2 separate regions of the Rattus norvegicus genome follow, and region 2 is linked to region 1. The links are chromatin contacts, called in public Hi-C maps. All regions are on one chromosome and are shown on one strand. Each heading gives the region's core, a stretch centred on a gene start, on an enhancer-like site or on the middle of the called end of the contact. The rest is flanking DNA. Distances are from core to core; before and after follow the strand shown. Region 1 has its middle 22 kb from the start of Or55b10. Region 2 holds the start of Trim68 (tripartite motif containing 68).

The links. A called contact is a pair of places that touch in the nucleus more often than the background predicts.
Region 2: a Hi-C map of Schwann cells shows a contact between it and region 1, with 2.8 times the contacts expected there. The contact joins the promoter of Trim68 here to the enhancer-like site in region 1.

What each region holds. Positions count from the first base shown.
Region 1 is chr1:166,316,035-166,321,480 of GRCr8, reverse strand. It overlaps the pseudogene LOC120099898. Among named protein-coding and RNA genes, the nearest start is that of Or55b10, 22 kb to the right of the region's middle. Within about 2 kb of position 3,215, at least 30 of the 93 cell types and tissues checked have an H3K27ac peak or open chromatin away from gene starts, as enhancers often do. A contact at or near this core is called in Schwann cells, where this site is marked.
Region 2 is chr1:166,537,227-166,542,672 of GRCr8, reverse strand. It overlaps Trim68 (tripartite motif containing 68), which reads left to right and starts at 3,266. Exons shown (of 7, transcript NM_001401504.1): 1 at 3,266-3,453.

The DNA of each region.
Region 1 (5,446 bases), core at 1,966-4,465:
GGAAGACCAAGTCCTATAAGATTATGGGGCTAACAGTCCTGCTGCCTAGAGCATCGGACGATAAATAGTACAACCCATTATTCATACGTGATCCTGAGCTAATGAAACTGAGCTGTCGGTTGGACAAAATCATGACACGTACGGTAAGTACTTCATAATCATGATAACCGGGTACTATGCCACCAGGAAGGATCTTGGGGGAATGCCAGGAACAGAGAGAGACACACAGTCTCTCCGTACATGAAGCCTGCTCTGCCAGAGAAGGCTCAGTGCCAGAACAGGCCGCAGGGAAATTAGCAGTGGCAGGAACTGGCCAAGGGAAGCAGGGACCTCAACCTGCCAGGTACCAGAGGATTGTAACCAGGTCCCTGCAGGACACCGCTCACAGAAGGAGTACCAGGTATAGCAAAGGAGGCTTATATGTTAAATATAATATACTTCGTAACTTGCGTCTGTAGTCACGTGTGGCTACAGTATGGATGCCACAGCACTTGAGTGGCGATCAGAGGACAGCCTTAGCTATCCATCTTTGCTTTCCACCTTGTTTGAGACAAGACTGCCCTGCCTCCACCTTCCGTGCAGTGTTCAATAGGAGCACTGGAATTGCAGGTGTGCCCTTACCCTGATAATCTTACATTAATTTCCGGGAACTCCTGGTAGAAGGTGAGTTTAAGCAGTACTCGACATCGCACCTACAGAAGCCCACACATTACCATGACTCTGGTAACATCATTGCTTGACTTAATACCACACTTTGCTCAGCCTGGCCTTGGAGCAGTAAGAGATACAGCTATGGTTTGCCCAACTATATCACCCAGGCTTCCGTAAGTACACGGCGACATTCGCACCGCGGTGAAACCCCCTAAAAAGACATTCTTGACACACAGCCCCATTGGCAAGCAAGTTGTGCTTGCACCACACGGATGACACACACAGTTCACAGCGGCGGTGAGAGTTGCCACAGCCACCCACAAGAGTGATCTGAGGATGATTGAGATACCTTAAAAAGGCACAATCAAGTTCCTCTGTAAATCAGCATTCCCCACCCTGAGGCGGGCCGGCATGTTTGAAAGGAAATTGGAAACAGCTCAGAAAAATAACAGTATTTTTGAAGAACCAGAAGTAATTGAGAGAGGGCTTTGCATAGGTGCAAAGGTGCCCTACCCTGCTCCCATAAGTAGGAGCACCAAAGGGTGGCGAAGCACAAAAGAACTCTGATGTCAGACACTGTCAGAGCAAATCCATGTCTGCTCTTAACTAACCCTGATTCAGGATATCTCCAGATGAACTGTAGACAAGATCTCTGTGGGGGCCTACAACAGTTTCCTGGTTCCTCTGACACTTCACTGCAGCCTGTAAGCATCTGACGGATAACTGAGGAAGATAAAGGCTGGGCATGTTTGTCTTTATACTGTGTCTGTCCCTATGCTGTCTTAACACTTGAGTCAGATCCTGCTCAGCTCCCCACGTAGATGTCATTTTTAAATCATTTTTTCCCAGATGGGAGTGATGGCACACACATTTAATTCCAGCACTTAGAAGTCAAAGGCCAGTGAATCTCTGAGTTCAAGGCCAGCCTGGTCTACAAATTGGATTCCAGGACAGCCAGAGCTACACAGAGAAAAAGACAAAACAAGAACAAAAAATACAAAAAAAAAAAGTTTCTTCCAAAATTATAATTTAGAGTTAACTTAGCCTGTTTGCCATTTTGAACTTCATATGTGTTTCTTCTACCCAACCATTGTTCCTTCTTTGCAAATGAAGGACATACAAGTTGATCATAAGCCCCACACCAAACCATGAGGCTGAGCTATCTGTGCAGGATAATGAACAGCTCAGCAGCCCTCCTTTCTGTTGTAGCTGTAAACCAGCAAACCTAAGGCCAGAATGACTGTGCCCAGGAAGGGAAGCACCTCCACGGTGCCTGGGAACGATGGGAAATTAGCAAGCATTGGCCTTCCCTCCTCCACCTTCCCTGTTAGCAGCGGGATACCTGCCGCCAGTAAACTGACTAAACTGACGACAGGCAACTGGATCCGAAGGCTCAGGAAAGGAGGCTTGCCCGTCTCCACAATACATGTGCCTGAGTCTCACTACTACTGTTCCCACAGACAGTAACTTCCTCTTTTTCTGCAACCTCAGAACAGGGCCCTCACCAGACACTTAATCTGCCAGCACCTGAGTCTTGAAATACCCAGCCTCCAAATCTGTGAGAGAGTAAAGGTAAGCCACCAGGTTTATGGTGACCAGCAGAGCAGATGAGGTACTTATCCTCGAGGAGACATGATCCCAACCCAGTCTGACAGAAGTGCAGACATCGGAATCACCGTGTGATGGACTTCAGGATTAAGATTAGCTTGTAGCACTATTGCTTTCTAGTCCGAAGGGACAAGGACGCCAAATTAGGGATGGGGGAGGGCAACTCTGATCCACGCCCTATACTGAAAGAACAGAGAGACTCATCAAGCACGGCTCAATGAGTGCTGGTCCTAGCAAGTGAGTTCCGGGGAACTTAACACTTTTCAGAGTCATGCCCATCCCAAGTAGGACTGGGTTCTCTAATGGGGCAACCAATGCAAAATACAGGTTTCAATATGGTGGGGCAGGGTGAGGGAGTGGAAGTAGAGGGTTTTGGGGAGCTTTTGTTTCTCGTTGATTTGGTTGTTGTTTTATCAGGGGTGGGGGTTTGGGTTGTTTTGGGTTGTTTCTGCTTGTTTATTAATGCCATATCTCCTGTAGCCCAGGCTATGTCAAACTTGCTGTCTAGTCAGGGTGGACTTTGAACCTCTGATGGATCTACCTCCACCTCTACAGCTTGCGTTAGAGAGCCTCCACACCCTAATATGATCTTTTGACATCTTAATTTTAATTTTCCATTGGTAAGGAGAAGAGGAAGATTAACTGGATTTAAGCTAGCACACAGGCAGAGCATTGAGAAACACAGTGAGGTGCCCGGGCATGTTCACCCAAGACCCTTCAGCTCCCTCAGCCCCTGCCTGGTTCCAAGTTTATCCAAGTTTATTTTAAAAGCTGAGAGAGAAGAATCTGGAACGGTGTTTGGCCGTGGAGGGCACTGAGGTCCTGAATATTGCCAACTACATAGGCAGGTGTTAAACAACTCGCCTTCCTGGGTCGCGCGGGTGTCTTCCAGTTTCGCGCTCACCCTACAAGCTCGTACCGTGGACTCGGGCGCCCCCGCGCGGCGGCGCTTACCAGCCGCTGGCGCCCAGGTCCAGGCGACAGAACCACCAGGCACCGCGCTCCCAGCTCGCAGTCTTTGGCCGCCCTTAAACCTGCCGCTTCCCCCGGGCCTTGTCAGAGCATGGGGACTGAATGTTTACAAGATCGCCTGGCTCCCACGGGCCGCTGCGGCGACAGCCAGCCCGCGGCGCTAACGAGCCCCAGCGGAGTGCTGAGGAGGCTCGGCTTTGGCAACCTGGCGCAAGCCTGACGGAGCTGCCTGAAACTCCCAGCGCCACCCACGGAAGCCGAGGCCGCCATGACCCCACCACCGAGTAGCAAGGGAGACCGGATCCAGGGTTCCCGATGTTTTGCTGGCCCGATTTCCAGATCCCCTCCTCCCGGTCCATCCAAAAGTCTTGGCCGCTGGACCCTAGACCCTGGCCCAGTAATATCCCCAGTGACCAGAGGTCAAGGGGAGAAAGGAGAGAAAGTAATCATTATATCTCATCCTGGGGTGTGTTCGACTTAAACTCCAAACTGAAAGGACTTGGGGGTCACCTGCTAAGGTCTAGGCAAGAGCCACGCATCTGGATGAGGATCAATCATGACTCATCCCCAGGAGATTTAAAAGCTAACATTCATAGTCTGTGTGCCAGGAACTGTGTAAATAAATACATTAATTCCCTAAGTCCTAACAACACTGCAATAGGCCCTGTTGTGCATAGAGTTGTTCGAATTTCACAAAAGGAAACTGAGGCCTAAGTCCACATGGTGACCCTGAGACCCACAGAGACCAACTGAGGCATAACAAAAGCTCTGTGAGCTTGGCTTGATGGCATACGCTGCTAATTCCCACTTGGGAAGTAGGGGCAAGAGGGTATAGAGTTAAAGATCATACATAACCAGTTACAGTACAGTAGAGGCTAGCCTGAGCTATGTGAAGCTTAACCTGCCTCAAAAAAAATTTTTTAAAGTGAAAGGACCTTGCATTTTCCTAAGTGTCTTCTAGGGCACACACACACACACACACACACACACACACACACACACACACACACACACTCCACGTGATGCACAGGAAAAGGACAATTTCTTTTAATGAGTTTGAGTCTTTCAGTGGGGAAAAGGTGTGCTTCTCTTGGTTCAGTTCTGTGTTTTGATGTTTACTATAGCAGAACTCCCTTTTTCAAAATATACTAGCATCCTGTGACACTTTGGGAAACATCTCGAATGTTCATAAGGACAACATTTTCTGACCATTTCCTATGCACCAAGCATTATCCTAAGTGCCAATCTATTCCTTAAAACTACCCAGATATGGGGCTGGGGATTTAGCTCAGTGGTAGAGCGCTTACCTAGGAAGCGCAAGGCCCTGGGTTCGGTCCCCAGCTCCGAAAAAAAAGAACCAAAAAAAAAAAAAAAAAAAAAAAAAAAAAAAAAAAAAACTACCCAGATAACTTGGGGAAGAGAGAGAAACTAAGAGCTGAGAATGCTATGGGTGGTAACTTAAAGCTGAGGTAGGGGTGGGGGTAACTACCACTCGCGCCTGCTACTGTCATCCCTCCCATTTTGCAGAATGAAACTGATGTGCAGAGCCATGATGTCACTTTCTCTAGGTCATGGTCATACTAGCAAGTGGGCCAGGGCAGGGGGAAGCTGTGGCCAGGCCTGTGCTGGTGCCTAGGACAGCCTCTCTACTGTCTCTCCACAGTACTTGCAGGGTAAATCTCAGGGCTGAGTTCTCATCAGTGAAGCCAGTTTTCTGTGAGAAGGTCTCTTCTCCTACTAGGGCCTCCCTCTTCTATCTATCCATCCAAACCACCACCATAGATACCCCCGTAGATGACGAAATGGGCACAAGGTTTGAGTTTAAACAATTTCTTGTTGGATTCTGGCACCACTGTTTATTGGCTGGTTGATTTTAGACAGCTGATTTGACCATCAGTTCCACTCAGTAGAATCTAAGCAACCTCTTCTGCCTTATGAGAGTTGAGGTGGACTGAGATCATTGTTACAAAACACTGGACAGGGCCCCATCTGTTAGAAGAACTCAGCAAACCCTGTCTTGCACCTTTTGTATTTCACTATGGGAAATCTTCCCTGACCGTTTCCACCCCACCTCTCTAGAGGGGGATTGAGGCTCCTCTGCTAAGGGCTTTACCCCACCTCAGCTTGTACCCTTGGCCCTGAAAGGACGGCTTTATGTATTTGAATTCCCCCAGTAAAAGTTATCTCCAAGGGCCAGCCTTGTTCACTGCTATAT
Region 2 (5,446 bases), core at 2,017-4,516, 220 kb before region 1:
TTCCACCGTGTGTGTGTGTGTGTGTGTGTGTGTGTGTGTGTGTGTGTGTGTGTGTGTCTACACTCACATTCACAGACAAAGAGGCCATAGGTAGATAATACCAACTGTGGCCAAACGACCAGCTACAGAAATGAGGATTGTATATATCATTTTGTCCCATTTTGTTAAGGATATGTTTGTACATGCATACATATATATGTGTGAGCATGTGTCTGTGTGTGTATTTAACATCCATGTTTACCTTCCTCTTCTTGTATTATGTAACATAGCATTGTGTTGATATCAGTACTCAAGTTTTTTTTTTCCTTTTTTGTTTTTTTTTTATCAGCTTGAGTATTTCTTATATACATTTCGAGTGTTATTCCCTTTCCCGGTTTCCGGGCAAACATCCCCCTCCCCCCTCCCCTTCTTTATGGGCGTTCCCCTCCCCATCCTCCCCCACTTGCCGCCCTCCCCCCAACAATCTAGTACTCAAGTTTTTAATCTATATTAGCATATTTAAATTGAAATATTCCGAAAGGGACCTCACTATTTACTCTTGGAGAATAATTAGTGTGTTTGGAGTTGTATGAAGATAGTTATGTCATGTTGGGTAAAATTATGAGACTTGTCTTTTTGTTTGTTTTAAGACAGGTTCTCATAGATGCCTAGTCTGTTTTATTTAAGACGGGGTCAGTAGCTATGTAGCTCAGGATAATCTTGAACTTCTGAACATCCCAACTTTAGAGCTTATATCTGTGTACCACCATGCTCAACTTATGTGGGGCTGGGACTCAAACCCAGGTCGTCATACATGCTGGGCAAGCACTCTACCAATTGTGCTACACTCCAACCACTTTTACTGTCTTTATTTGGAAATTAAATGTAACATAAGAAGTGGTCGGGTGTCAAAGGGGGAAACATGTGATGGTTGGTCTCAATTATTAACTTATTGGGATCTAGAATGACCTGAGAAATATACTTCTGATTATGTTTGTGAGAATGTTTTCAGAGATCGGCTGAACGTCCATCCTCAGATTTCACCTTCTAAGAGGCAGCCCATAGGTAGAGAGGGTCAAGGAAAGCCAGTGTGTGCCTATCTACCTTCACTTCTACCTGAGTGCATCTATCATTGCCATGCTCCACCAATGTTATTCTCAAAGTTCTTCAGCCTTCCAACATGGTCTCAATATAAAGAATCAGAGACTCTTGTGGAGAGAGAGGGGATGGATGAGAGTCCTGTATCCTGTATCTTCAAAGCCAGGACGTACAACTCCACGAACAGAGTAGCCACTGAGTTCTTTGCCTCAAAGCAGTGGTTCTCAACCTTCCTAGTGCTGAAACCCTTTAAGACAATTCCTTGTGCTGTGGTGACCCCAAACATAAAATTATTTTCACTGCTACTTCATAACTGTAGTTCTGCTACTGCTATAAATCATAATGTAAATAATTTTGGAGACAGAAGTTTGTCAAAGGGGTTTCAACCCACAGCTTGATAATCATTGCTCTAAAAGACATTAATGGTTTTAATACCCAGAACCTATCATGACAACTAAGTCTCTCTCTCTCTCTCTCTCTCTCTCTCTCTCTCTCTCTCTCTCTCTCTCTTTCTCCCTCCCTCCCTCCCTCCCTCCCTCCCTCCCTCTCTCTCTTGTGTGTGTGTGTGTGTGTGTGTGTGTGTGTGTTGGTTTGAATATGCTTGTCCCAGGGAGTGGCACTATTAATAGGTGTGGCCTTGTTGGAAGAAGTGTGTCACTGTAGGGGTGGGCTTTAAGACCCTTCTCCTAGCTGCTTAGAAGCCAGTCTTCTCCTGTTTGCCTTTGGAACAAGATGTAGAATTCTCAGCTCCTGCCACACCATCTCTTCATGACACTGCCATGCTTCCTGCCATGATAATAATAGACTGAACCTCAGAACCAGTAAGCCAGCCCTAATGAAATGTTCTCCTTTATACCAGTTACCTTGGCCATGATGTCTCTTTACAGCAATGGCAACACTAATTAGTGTGTGTGTGCATTTTTTTCTTTCTATTTTTCTAGAGAATACCTAATACTAGAAATACCTAAAATATTATAAAAGTAAGTGCAAGTTTTATAGAAAAGCTTTTGTACATTATGGTTCTTTTCAGATCCCTGAACAGGCCCATACTAGAAAGAAACTCTATAAATGTAATTAATGTAGGAGACCCTTTGCTCATTTTTATTCTGTATAAGTTCATCAGCCAATGAGGTTACTTGATCTTGTCTTCAAAACCTTTAAGCCCAAAGTGTTCCTCATAATCACAAGCTTCTTCCCCCAACAACTCTATGGTATACATTTCAGGGCCTTTAAGAGTCAGTCACAGTAACAAACACATTCAATTATGCATGAAAAAGATGTCCCTTTTAACTGGTTTAAATTCCCTTGAACTTGGGTGACTTTAAGACAGAGAATGTATGACCCATACTTGCAATCCAGGTCTCTTTGTACTCATGATCAATTAATGTTTTTAAAACGTCTTATTTGAATTCATCTGTTCACTGTGGCATAAGGACAGTCATTTGTCTCTACTAAGAAACCGGCTAAGCTCAAATCTCCGCCCCTCTTCCTCCTCCTACTGTGCTGGTCCTGTTTATTTTCAGTAATTTTCTGGGCCCCATACTGAAGAATGTTAACCATGTACGAAGCTCTGACATTATCATGGGATTCAAAGAACATCAGTCCCAATAATAAACATATCACCAGAACTTGGATTCTTCCAGGATTTTTGGTTACTTCCGGTATGTCATTGAGTGTCTTCTCTTGCTTACTCAAAGTCCAAGTGTCAGAAAAAGAACAAGCCTGTACAAAGAAAAATCCAGGTCACTGGTTCAACAGCCTGTTGTTTGTGTCTTGTGTGTCTCTGTGGTTGGATGAGAGGAAAGGGTACGCACTGCTTTAAAAATTTTTTAGTGGCAGCTTATGATCAGGACTCTTCTGCTTCGTAATTTAATATCTGTTTCTAACTCTGGAACTAGTTTGTTGTCTGAGGAGCTACCTGAGGAAGTATGGAAGTGTAAAGACAGAAGAATTTATTAAAACTTTTGTTTAAATGCCTGAAACCTGGAGCCATAATCGCCATTTGTGTTCCAGGGAACCGCGGACCCCAATGTGTGCAGGTGCTACTTTAGGAAACCAAGCTGAGCTCATTCAACCATGCAAAGTGGCAAGCGAACAACCAATCACGCCACTCTGAGTGCAGACGTTGGACGGAACAGATCCTGGCATGTGATTCGTCGGTTCCTGCGCCGTGGGCGGATCCTGGAGCGCTACGGAAGTCGCGAGGGCCCAGCTCTTGCCTGGGCTCCCGCGCCTCCCGCTGCGGTCGCGGTTTCTGGCGCGCGGGCGCTTGCTCCAGCACACTGCGGACTGGAGCTCTGGAGCCCCGCACCTCCCCTGCGGGGTACTCTGAGCCGAGAAGGAGGCGACAGCAGGCCTCTTTGGAGGAAGACACAGGTCCTGCCCTCTTTGCCCTTTCCGGTCCCCAACCAGCAGGGTTACCTAGCGCCCGAAGGTCAGGAAGGCACGGTCCGCCACTCCCAGACCCTAGCCTGGCTCTCAGCAGCTTCCAGGCTCCGCCTCCTCCCTTCGCTGCCCTGGGCACTGTGGAGACACAGGTTGCTTGCTGGGTGCAACCTTTTGATGTTGTCTACAAAGTTCACTCTGGGGAACAAAACCGCATAAAGAAAGTTAACATTTTTACAGTTTTGTATTCGGCCTGTATTGATGGCTGCCGTCAGCTGCAGGCTCGGATTGGTCTGAGCAGTTAATGATTCAAACTCTTGACCAACTAATTTATGTTTAATAAAAGATCTCTATTTGAGAACTATATTTATGCCCAGACCTTTGACATCTTTCCCACGTTTACATTTTTTGAGGCACTATATTTAACTAACGTGCTTCCACCACATTTTGTGATTTATCGTGACTTATTATTTCTATCTTTCTTTGCCTCGATGTCTTCCAGATTTTCATCTGCTGGGTTGTTTGTTTGTTGTTGTTTTGGTTTTCTGGTTTTCTGTAGCTTTAAGTAGTGCTTTTGACACCAAAGCATGAGCAGGTGGACACACCACACACACACAGACACACACACACACACACACACACACACACACACACACACACACACACACTGCCTTTGATGAAGATTCTAAAACCTCTACCATCAGCTGAACCTAAACATTTACATTTAAATCTCAGGCATTTAACAAGTATCGAGACATCAAGAATACACTGAGCAAAACTGAAAATATCTCTGTATTAAATGCGTCATGGCGTGAGGACATGGTGAGAAATACAGAAAATATGAGTAGTAGATTTCTAAATTAAGAAAACAATGGACTCGTGGTAAATGATGTCAGCAGTGAGATCATGGAATCAGATCCCGTGAGAGGAGCATGATCCCAAATAAGGTAAAATGAATAGGCACCGGGTCCAGGCATTGCAGAGAGCACTGAGTGGTATTTGGCTGTCGCGGGTGCAGCGGGAAGAGTAAGAAGACGGGGGATTTGGTTCAGCAGTAAAGCATCTGCCTGGCACATGCTTGAGATTCTTGTTAAATCCCCAGCATTTCAGAAAAGTGGAGGGGGTGATGGAGCGAAAGGAGAGTACTTACTCCAGGATCCCTTTGAGGTCAGTATTATTACACAACTGGATCTTAGGATTCTAGATCTCATAGATCTCTGCTTCCCAAAGTAAACAGTGGAAACCTGGGCCAAGCACCTGTAAAATGAGGACAATAATGGTTTCTATCTCGGGTTATGAAATACCAATTATCTATGTAAAGTGCACAGAGCCCTGCCTGGTACTCAAGAGTGCTTTCTATTATTTTACCTTATATTTTAAACCTATCACTGTATATTTATTGCAATAAAAGCATTTGGGATTTAGAAACTATCCCCTAACCCTGATGTATATGGCAGGCACATAGTCTGCAGGCAGTTGCCTGGTAAGCACTGTTTAGGTCCTGGAGATAAAGGAGTATTTAAAGCCAGTGTAAATCTTCCCTTTACACACCCTATCTAGTAACATATACTTATGAGTTAATAAATATTGCCAAGTGTAACAAGAACCGTAAACCACTGATTATTCAAGCTCTATACCACACGTGGCCTGAGACAAAAGTCGTCAGTGTACATCAATATATTACTAGGTGATCCTGGTTTTATTCTTCCAAGGGGCGTGACTTCCCTCTGCTTCTAACATGCATCCGTGCATGGTGAGGGGCACATCTTGGTATGTGGTGGAAGGTGCAGGAGATGCTTTTCAGGACGTAGTGTAAGAACAGCTGTTGCATTTTCATTTGATCTTTCCGTGCCTTTGGAGAATCGTGTTGGTATTTTGATGCGGATTGCGTTGAATCTATAGATTGCCTTTGATAGGGTGGCCATTTTTATTGTTGTTGATTCTGCCAGTTCATGAGCATGGGAGATCTCTCCATTTTCTGAGA